Linked DNA regions of Zea mays: region 1 is linked to region 2. Evidence: chromatin contacts called from public Hi-C data. All regions are on one chromosome and are shown on one strand. The core of a region is the stretch at or near the end of the contact, and the rest is flanking DNA. Distances in the headings are between cores, read along the strand shown.

Region 1 (4,510 bases), core at 1,691-4,190, 340 kb before region 2:
GGAAAGAGATATCAAATATAATAGAAGATGCTGATTAAAGTAACTTGGTGAGACAATTAGCAGCACTGCAAGCTTTCATGTGCAGCAAGTCATAAACACCAGGGTTGCTATTAAATGATGAAACACTCTTCGGAAAGCTAATCAAAATATATCACGGTTGTCATAGGAAGTAGGATGGTCCATCTAAGAACAACCCAAGCCAGGCACTATTCTTATGGGCATTAGTTCGCATCAGTTTGAACATTTGTAATTTCTAGGTATAAGCCAATGCTCTAGCCATAAAGGATCTTAAGTTATAAGTAGCAGGGTAAAAAGTTATAACAATACAAAGCTGATAAAAGGAAGATTAGAGACAGTCAGACAACATAAAAGGCATGAGTACGGCTACATTGGATTAAAGTAAAAAAAATGTCTTACTGCTTTGCCCTCAGGTGACAGCTTCAGCAAGCAACGTTCTGCAACATGGCAGCCATTGGAATCCATCATCAGAGTAATGGCACCGTGGCTCAGAGCAGATACAACCATGGACACTTCATCTGAGGTACTAATAGATTCTATCACCTTTTGCACCACACGTGTCCTGGATTTTTATGTTCAAAAACGGTGTAAAGCTATGATAAAATGAAAAATAAAGGAAATCAATTAATATCAAAGCATGAAGTGGCCATACCCATGCATGTTGCATGCAACTTCAATTAGCTGGCCAGGTATTTTGGTTATTTCATAAAGTATATGCATCTTTTGATTATCATTGCACTTCTCAAATATTTTCTGTATCAAATAATTTCCAAATGGATCCACCATAAGTTCATCGATATGCTCAATTACACCATCAAAGACCTTTCGAGCATCCTCTCGAGAACCTTCAATAAATATCCTTTGGAGGAAACGGCAACCATTCTGATCCTTCGCCAAGTGGTACAATTCCCCAACAACTTCATCAACTGAACTATAGGGCAGTTGGGCAGATTTCATGGCCACAGAATCCAAGGATGACGGTGAACTTTTCGCTTTATCAGAGATGCAATCGTCTGATGAACATTTGGGTGTATGTCTGAGCGCAAATGAACGTTTGAGATTTTCAGATAGATGAATCTGACAATATTCACAGGTTTCACATAAGCAGTCAGGATAACTTATAAAAGGACAGTTATTCACATGTGTCAAACCCCGTCGGTTACTTCCATTAGGAATTACAGCACCATTCCTGTAGATATCAGGACTGCCATGTCCCAGATGACGAACAGTAGGCACTCCACGGTGAGGCGCAGCTGCATACTTGTCTGATGAGTTGATAACACCATACTGATTGCTATTGATCCAATGAACATCAGCAGCCTGTGGATATTGCTGATAAGGATACTGTGGCTGCATGAAAAAATTCGTCTCGGCATCGATATCATGCCGCTTAAATTTATAGTCCATCTGCTGATAACAAGGTGCATATGTCTGTGGCTGCGTATCAATAATATGATGTTGCTGGAAAGACAAAGCTTGCGGTAAATTGGTTCTAGTCACAAACGCATTATCTGTGCCATGCATCCCTGTGTACATTGGAGGATTTTGTGCACCAAACTTTGTTTTCATGTGTCCAGCATTGTGGACCGTATAATATGAAGGCACAAACTCATCTTGACCAAACGCTGGCTGATGTGGCAGATTTGTTGGGTAATCAGCCGATGTAAACAAAGAGTCTGCAAAAAGGAGTCCATCCCTGGATCCAACAGTGCCAGAGTGAGCAGAAGAATCAGCAGCAGCATTACCAGTGAGGCTCAATCCCATGTTACCAAATGCAGATACCAATGCCTGCTCATCAAACAAATTGGCATTGTCCATTATGCCCAGACCATTCCAGTTACCTCGCGCCATTGCTATATCATGCTGAGCAGGGATCCTTTCACTCATAGGAACCCACCCTGCCTCGAGAGAAGAACACCCTGCAGATTGTTCCCCATAAAACATGGCTCCAGTGAAGTTGCCAAGGAATGGCAGATTGTCCTGATTACCCGGGGCTTCGTCCATATCAGTACCAGAAGAGTCCACGAAGCCAAACTCGATCACACAATGCAGGTAGTTTCACCAACACTACGGCACCCAGAGTTACGTGTGACGCACGGATAACACAAAATCACCTAAATGATCACAGGAACAATGACAAAAAAAATCGTTACCAAATAAAAAAGAAAGCGTTGGTACGAAATCCGGCACGAAGACAAGAGCAGGAGACAGCAGGGTGTCTGGCGAAAACGGGGAATTGTCACATGGCCATAGAATTTTGGTGTCCAGATGGCAAGGAGGACAAAGTACCTATGATCACACCAGCGCTATGAATCCCAAAGAATCCATGAACACAGAGAAAACCGTGAGTATTCTCGGTGAACAGAACAACCAAGAGTAGAAGATTTCGCTACTGAATCCTTGATCGTATTGCGCTCGCGCAAAGATGACCCCAAAAAAAATGGTCGGTGAAACTGACGGCAATCCGATGCCCACGAAACCCACCCGCACACGCCAAGATCGCGAAAAAACCCGATAAAACCCCCCCGATCACGAGAACGCGTCGCCAGGAACCTAAGGCCCCGCCGCGAAAAACCCGATCTTGGTCACAACCGCGCGATCAAACCGATCCGGAGACACACGTGGCCCCGATCGACCCAGGCAAGAGACGTCACAGGGAGAGAGGTTAGTAGTAGATGATTACCAGGAAAGGCTGAGGGGAGCACGCGCATTAGCCGGAGCGCCGCCGCCGCACGGTCGAGTTGCCTCGGGGAGGGCGCGCCGCCGGGGAGAATTGGGGGAGAGGCGGCGGGTGGAGGTGATGATTTTGTGAGGGATTTTGAGGGCAGGGCAAGGCAAGGCTTACGCGAGAAGGAGACGAAAGGAGGAGAGAGGGAGAGGGAGAGGGGAGAGAGAGCAGAGGAAGACGGGGCATTTGTTTCCGGGGAGGGCTTTGGTTTCCTTCCCCCTGTTCTGTTTCGTGGCTCCGTGATGAACGGGTGGACGCTTCTGCCCCTCGCTCTCTCCGCAGCTGGGATCTCATCTGGGGGCAACATGCAGTCAGAAAAGTTCGTGGAGGGGGGGTGACACATGACATGATGCTACTAGCCTGCTGCCATGCAAGCATGCACGGACTGCATGCAGCCCCAACCGCAAGTTCTTCAAACGAGAATAATACGAGATTATCAATACAAATCGAATAGTGCTATTTTTGCTCTCTACCATTTTTTTGAAAGAAATTATATTATTATACCAAAGATAATTCTGCAGTCACTTTTTTTGGCTTCCCTATATGCCTATTGCTTTGGCCTTAAGATGCGCATTCTACGTGACCGTATCACAGTACTCACGTTTACAACAGATTCGAGGATGTCATCCATGGTGAGGGTATTATAGTCACTTCTCTACTTGTTTTTAGTGCATCGTGATGCATGGACCAAGTCACTTTTTTCTCGTAGATTTCTCTCTTGCTAAACACTACACAACATGCCAAGGCATTTCATCTTACAACATGATTTTATGTTTGCTTTCTCTCATGCTACAATTTTAGTGATGGATTTTTACTGTATTGTTATCGGTATTGTTATGTCTTTTTGTGTTCTGCTGTTCCCCGGTGCCCGCGGTGGCTGCTTGTATCAAAATGCTCTGGTTGAGTCTTTTCAAATAAAAATAGATTGATTTTGAGTGTCTTTTGACTCTAGCTCGGCTCATCAAGCTCTATTTGAAGTTGGGTCTCAAATAACTTAAGAGACCATGATAAATAGTAGTATATCATTTTTAATAAAAAAAAACATGACAAAAGTAAGACCTTGTTCGGTTATTCCTATAAATTGGATGAGATTAAAAAAGTTAGTAGATATGTTGACTTGCTATGGATTTAAACCTATCAAATCACCTCAAATCCACATAGAGATTGGAGTGAAACCGAACAGACCTTAAGTAGGGTTAGCTCGTTATCCATCCCACGCGCGTGTTGTTAACTGTGACAACGTTTCATCTAGAAACTATCTATCTCTCTTAACATGCAAAATCATTAAGGGGGTGTTTGAATGCACTAAAGCTAATAGGTAGTAGCTAAAATTAGTTGGAGACATCCAAACACCATAACTAATAGTTCAACTATTAGCTATTATTAGTAAATTAGCAAATTACTTATTAGTTAGCTAATTCTACTAGCAATTTTGTAGCCAACTATGTATTAGCTCTAGTGCATTCAAATATCCCTTAAATATACTGGTATGTCATTACTTTAAATACAAATAAACCCCCGACTAAGGTCCGGTTCGGTTTGCACGGATTGGAGCTCTGGAATGGTTCCTAGCCGGATTACTTCTCTAATTTATATAAATTTTGATGAGTTGGAACGAATCCTATTTCAATCCTGAAAAAACGAACATGCCTTAAACCGGCTTGCATAAAGAAATTAACATATGGCCCTCTGTACGTATTGTTTAAAGACACTTGTTATTTACTCCATCTCCATCCTAAAATATAAAGTATTCTGCGAATTTCA
Region 2 (4,724 bases), core at 759-3,258:
GATCCGGGCGGCGCTGTCCTTCTTCTACCCGCTGGCGGGGCGCATCGTGGAGGGGGAGCAGCCGGGACGCCCTGCCATCCGCTGCACCACCGACGACGTCTACTTCGCGGAGGTCGAGGCGGACTGCAACCTGGAGGACGTGCGGTTCCTGGAGCGGCCCCTGCTGCTGCCCAAGGAGGACCTCGTGCCTTACCCCGTCGCTCGTCGGGCCAGATCCGGACACGCCCCTGCTGCTGCCCAAGGACGCCCCGCCATCCGTTGTTCGTCGAGCCAAATCCGGGCACGCGCGCGCGGTAGATCTGGGGAGCACGGCAGCCGGGCGAGCGGTCAAAAGCCCAGGGTCAGAGAAGGCGCGCTCACCATAGCCAGGCCGACGAGATTTTGGGGCAGAGAGGATTTCGGCGCGGCTGCAGAACCATGGATGGAAGGGCGCGGTTAGGGCGACGCAGACCTCGCAGCGGATTCTGCGTGGGGAGGAGGGTGGGATCCTCGGCTGATATCGCGTACGGGTGCGATGGCAGAACCATGCATCAAGTATTTGTGGATGCCTACACTATTCTTGTAAGGAGCAGTAGAGATTATTTAGCTATTTTGTATAGAATTCCTATTATATAATAAAGATGTGGCATTGATTTCTGTATCATAAATCGTTATATATGTGAGACTTGATCATAACATATATTTGATTCACGCCTAGATTTAACTTTAAATCTAGGTGTAACAGATAACCTTGACCTCCAAGAGAAAGAAAGTAGACTTTGATACGGAGGAATACAGGTTGGAAAAAGATATCACCATATTTCATCGATGTAGTTTGGAATCTACGAATATGTCCCTTGTTTGGAGTGGAGAATTTGTAAACGAAAACAAAAGATCTAAGAAATGATTCTTTAAGAATGTTTTCTCAATTTGATATTTGAAACCTTTTTCGGAGATAAGGCTAGCCTTAGCTTCACAAATCATGGAAAAAGAAGCATCCAAGGAAATATTTCTTAGGACGTTTTCTCAAGCTTTGAAGCATGTAACCTTGCTTCTTGGACCCGTGTGACATTTTTGTTTCTGTAATTCAGACACCCTAAAGTCTTTATTACTATGTTCTCAACTTCTAGAGTTTTCTACTTTTCGTTTTTTTTCTATTTGTGCATTTGTTTTCTATTCCTTATTTTGTACTCTACGTTCGTTCCCATAACTGCAGTGACGATTTGTTAGCTGCAGACTGATGTTAACGGGTATCCATCTGTTGTCGTTGGTGTCCTCGTATCAATGGTCGTAAACCGACAGGATATAAACTGATATTATAGATATTACAGTTTTATTTGTCTATTTATATTCAGATTCAGATATAGATATATTAGATTAGATAGATATATTAAACATGGTATAAATGGATACCAGCATCAGAAACATATTCAGATATTGGTATATTTATTTATGGTATCGAATATTCAAAATAGAGTAAGTATGAATTTAATCTTTTAGGCGAATTTGAACTCAGATAACGGCCAGAAAATAATTTGCATGCTGCTCGTATGGCGTTCCTCCGTGACCATGCCTGGTTTCGCCTCGTGGTCGTGGGGTTGGTATGGTCATCGTCAATGCATCATCTCCCACCGTCACTCGTCGTCGGTCTCCCCCTCGTCTGACCGCCGCGTGGGCCCTAGCGCTAGCAGTCGCACGCTAGTCAGACGCACTGGGCTTCCGTCACATGCGCGCTACTCGCGCTCCCTATTCCTGGGTTTTTGCACCGCACTACCCGGATCTCTTCGAAATATCAAAACCACCCTTGGAGGCCGGGCCACTTATTACTGTGAGTTGAGTCCCCGTAGCTCTGAAAGTGCAAGTAACGAAAATAATAGCGGGTCTTTTCAGACATACAAGGCGCGGTAAAAGAGGAGCGCCCCTCTCTCTCTGTCTTTTTTTTACCGTTTTACCTGTCCCCCGACGCGCTGTCCCCGTCCGAGACTCCTCTTTCTGTAGGTTTTCTCCCCACTTCGCTTTGCTTCCCCACCTGCTCTCTCTCACTCGTCCCCATCACCGTCGCCATCACTACCCCTCTCCTCTCTCTCATCGGCTCCAATGGCGGACGCCGACGCCAAGTCCCAGCCGCCCGACGCCGCGGCATCCCCGGATGCCTCGATCTCCTCCCCCTCCTCCCTAGGCGGCGGCGGCGGCGACGCGGCCGACGCGGACGCGATCGAGAAGCAGCTCGCCGGCCTGGGCATCGCCGTCGCCGGTGGGTTCCCCGAGCCATCGGGATGGGACGATGGCCCCGTACCAGTCCCCATCCCGGCCGATGTCCTTGTCGGCGGTGATGAGGGTGCCGGCGAGAAGCCGCGGGCGCCGGCGCCGGCGCCGACTGGGGCGGTGGATGTGAAGGTGCGGTTCCCGCGCCGGCCCGGGGAGCCGGACTGCAGCTACTACCTCAAGTTCGGCACCTGCCGCTTCGGGATGAAGTGCAAGTTCAACCACCCTGCGAGGAAGAAGAAGACTAGTAGGGTATGCCCCTCTGCCTTGGACTTGGGCATGGTCTGGTAATAAATACTAATAGAGCTCTCTTTTCTGTTTTCGATGGGATTTTTGGGGTTTAGGGGGTTTCGAGTGGTGGTTCTTCTGATGTCGAGTTGGGGTTTGGTCGTTTGTGCTTGTGGCAAGGGTACTTAGAATGTAGCCAAATTTTGCTCTATTTTTGTTTGATCTCTGTGTTTGTGACCTCGCGTTTCTGTGTGCAGGTGAGAGGCGTCGGGAGCAACGGCAGCGGGAGCAACAGCAGCAGCAATAAAGCATCTTCTCCTGATGATGATCAGGTGACTGGCCCTCTACTCTCGCTGCTGCATGTGCGATGTGTCCCTCCTGCTTTTTGTGCTTGCATGTTGATCTAAATTTGGCAACTCCCTCGTACTGTGGAAGACGTCTGGAGTGGAGACTTTATTTTCTTGTGCTTGTTGTTGCGAGTGCACGATTTTTTTGGTATGGTTTGGTTGTTGTGTCCGGAGTGGGTGAATGTAGGCCGGTTAGGGGGTCAGTTAGAGTGTGCTGTACACATGTTGTTCTTCAACAACAGTGGTTGAGCTTACCAGTAAATTTGGAATTTGGAGCAGGCCAGACAAAAATATCATGGATTAAGGGTCTGTTTGGATTGCTCCGCAACTGACCACAGGTTGCTACAAAGCTTAGCTTTGTGTTTGGATGGCTTCCTAAGCTTGCAATAGGTCTGGCATGCCACAGGTTTTCCTTCAGCTTTTAGCAGCAATTTGTGCCAAATCTCTGGCGAAGAAAACATTATATGTATTTTTTGCTTGCCACAACTATATTGTGGCAAACTATGGGGACAATCCCAACACACTCCAAGTACGAAAGGTCTACATAGTCTAAACTTTCAAGCATACTTGACCTGAAATGTTGATCCAGACCCAGGTACACATGGTCATTTTCGATCCTTCCTTGTAAAATAGTATAGAAAGCAGCGACCTCGACCTTGTTTCTTGACCCCAGCCGAGCCAGGAGCTTACCCCTTCCTCTCCTTTGTGATGTCCATTGTTTGCACTAATTGGCCTGAAACTTTCAAGCCAATTAGTGGAAACATAATGTACATTACAAAGATGAGGGGGAGCTTATTGCCCATGTTTGCCTCAAGTCAAGGAAGTTCTTCCACTGCTCGAGGCATCTGGATGCTTTCAACTTCCTTATGTTGTTTAGAGATCAGATTGGATGATGTGTTATTTGCCAATGCACCTTTAATTCCATTTTTGCAGCTTATATGGCGGTGTTTTAGTAACATGCATATGCTTGTACTATATCCTTGCACTTAGATGCTATATTTGCCACCCATTCATTCAATTCTGATGTATAGTAACTAGTATTGAACTCGCACGATGTAGGATCATCACCTATTGTTATGAACAAGTGCCTAGAATAGGATTAAAAAAATCTTTTGTATCATTGTTCTTACCCCCAAGTTCAGCCAGGTCGCAATTCATCTAAAAAACTTGAGTAATTGTCCAATCGGCATAATTGTGCCTTGATTTTGCCCGTGATTTCATTGATAAATATGAGCCTATCAAATTCTTTGGCATTGATACAATGTGATGTTTGGACGTGCTATTCCATTTTGTTCTCTTGTGCACCATGCCACCATAGTTTTTTCCCTTTTAATTGAAGATAGTACAGTTGAATCTGTAACAAATAAACTGACATAAACGGCTTATAGTCCTGAAATCTAAGCTCAGCCAGCACTGGTAACATGAAGGAATTACTTCTGGGACCGTCCTGAACGGCCCTCGTTCATCAGTTAATCATGTGTACAACAATTAAGTAATTTTTATAGCATCACAGCTTAAAAATAACTAAGTAAAAGTATGGTAAGCCTGAAAGGCACTGACGGATAGACAAACTATTGAGCAATGTTCACCTAAACACTAAGAGTTAAACAGTTGGACACCTATCATTTAGCGTCTTTATTTGGGCTACATGGCCAATTAAACGGGCTGCATGGTCAGTTAAACGGGATAAACGGTTGGTTAAACAGACAGTGTTTAAACAGTATGTAAACAAACTACACATCCATTTACGGTAACACTACTATTGAGCTTTCATTTCCTGGCCCATTTAGCCCCCAAAACAGCCCTAATCCTGAGCCTTGGCTGCTCCACATGTAAACCCAACCAGCCGCCACCGTCTCTCTTCTCCTTGTTTCTCTCTCCTTACCTGAAGTGTACTGTCTCCGC

What was found. A called contact is a pair of places that touch in the nucleus more often than the background predicts.
Region 1: a Hi-C map of ear shows a contact between it and region 2, with 2.9 times the contacts expected there. The contact joins the promoter of LOC100193627 here to the promoter of LOC100272717 in region 2. A contact is called at or near these places in 2 of 25 Hi-C or Micro-C datasets (bundle sheath and ear).

Annotation. Positions count from the first base shown.
Region 1 is chr10:13,296,222-13,300,731 of Zm-B73-REFERENCE-NAM-5.0, reverse strand. LOC100193627 (Pumilio homolog 12) reads right to left here and starts at 2,940. Exons shown (of 6, transcript NM_001309886.1): 1 at 2,702-2,940; 2 at 671-2,132; 3 at 418-580. The coding sequence starts at 2,022.
Region 2 is chr10:12,953,805-12,958,528 of Zm-B73-REFERENCE-NAM-5.0, reverse strand. It overlaps LOC100272717, which reads left to right and starts at 2,008. Exons shown (of 11, transcript NM_001147170.1): 1 at 2,008-2,496; 2 at 2,730-2,804. The coding sequence starts at 2,077.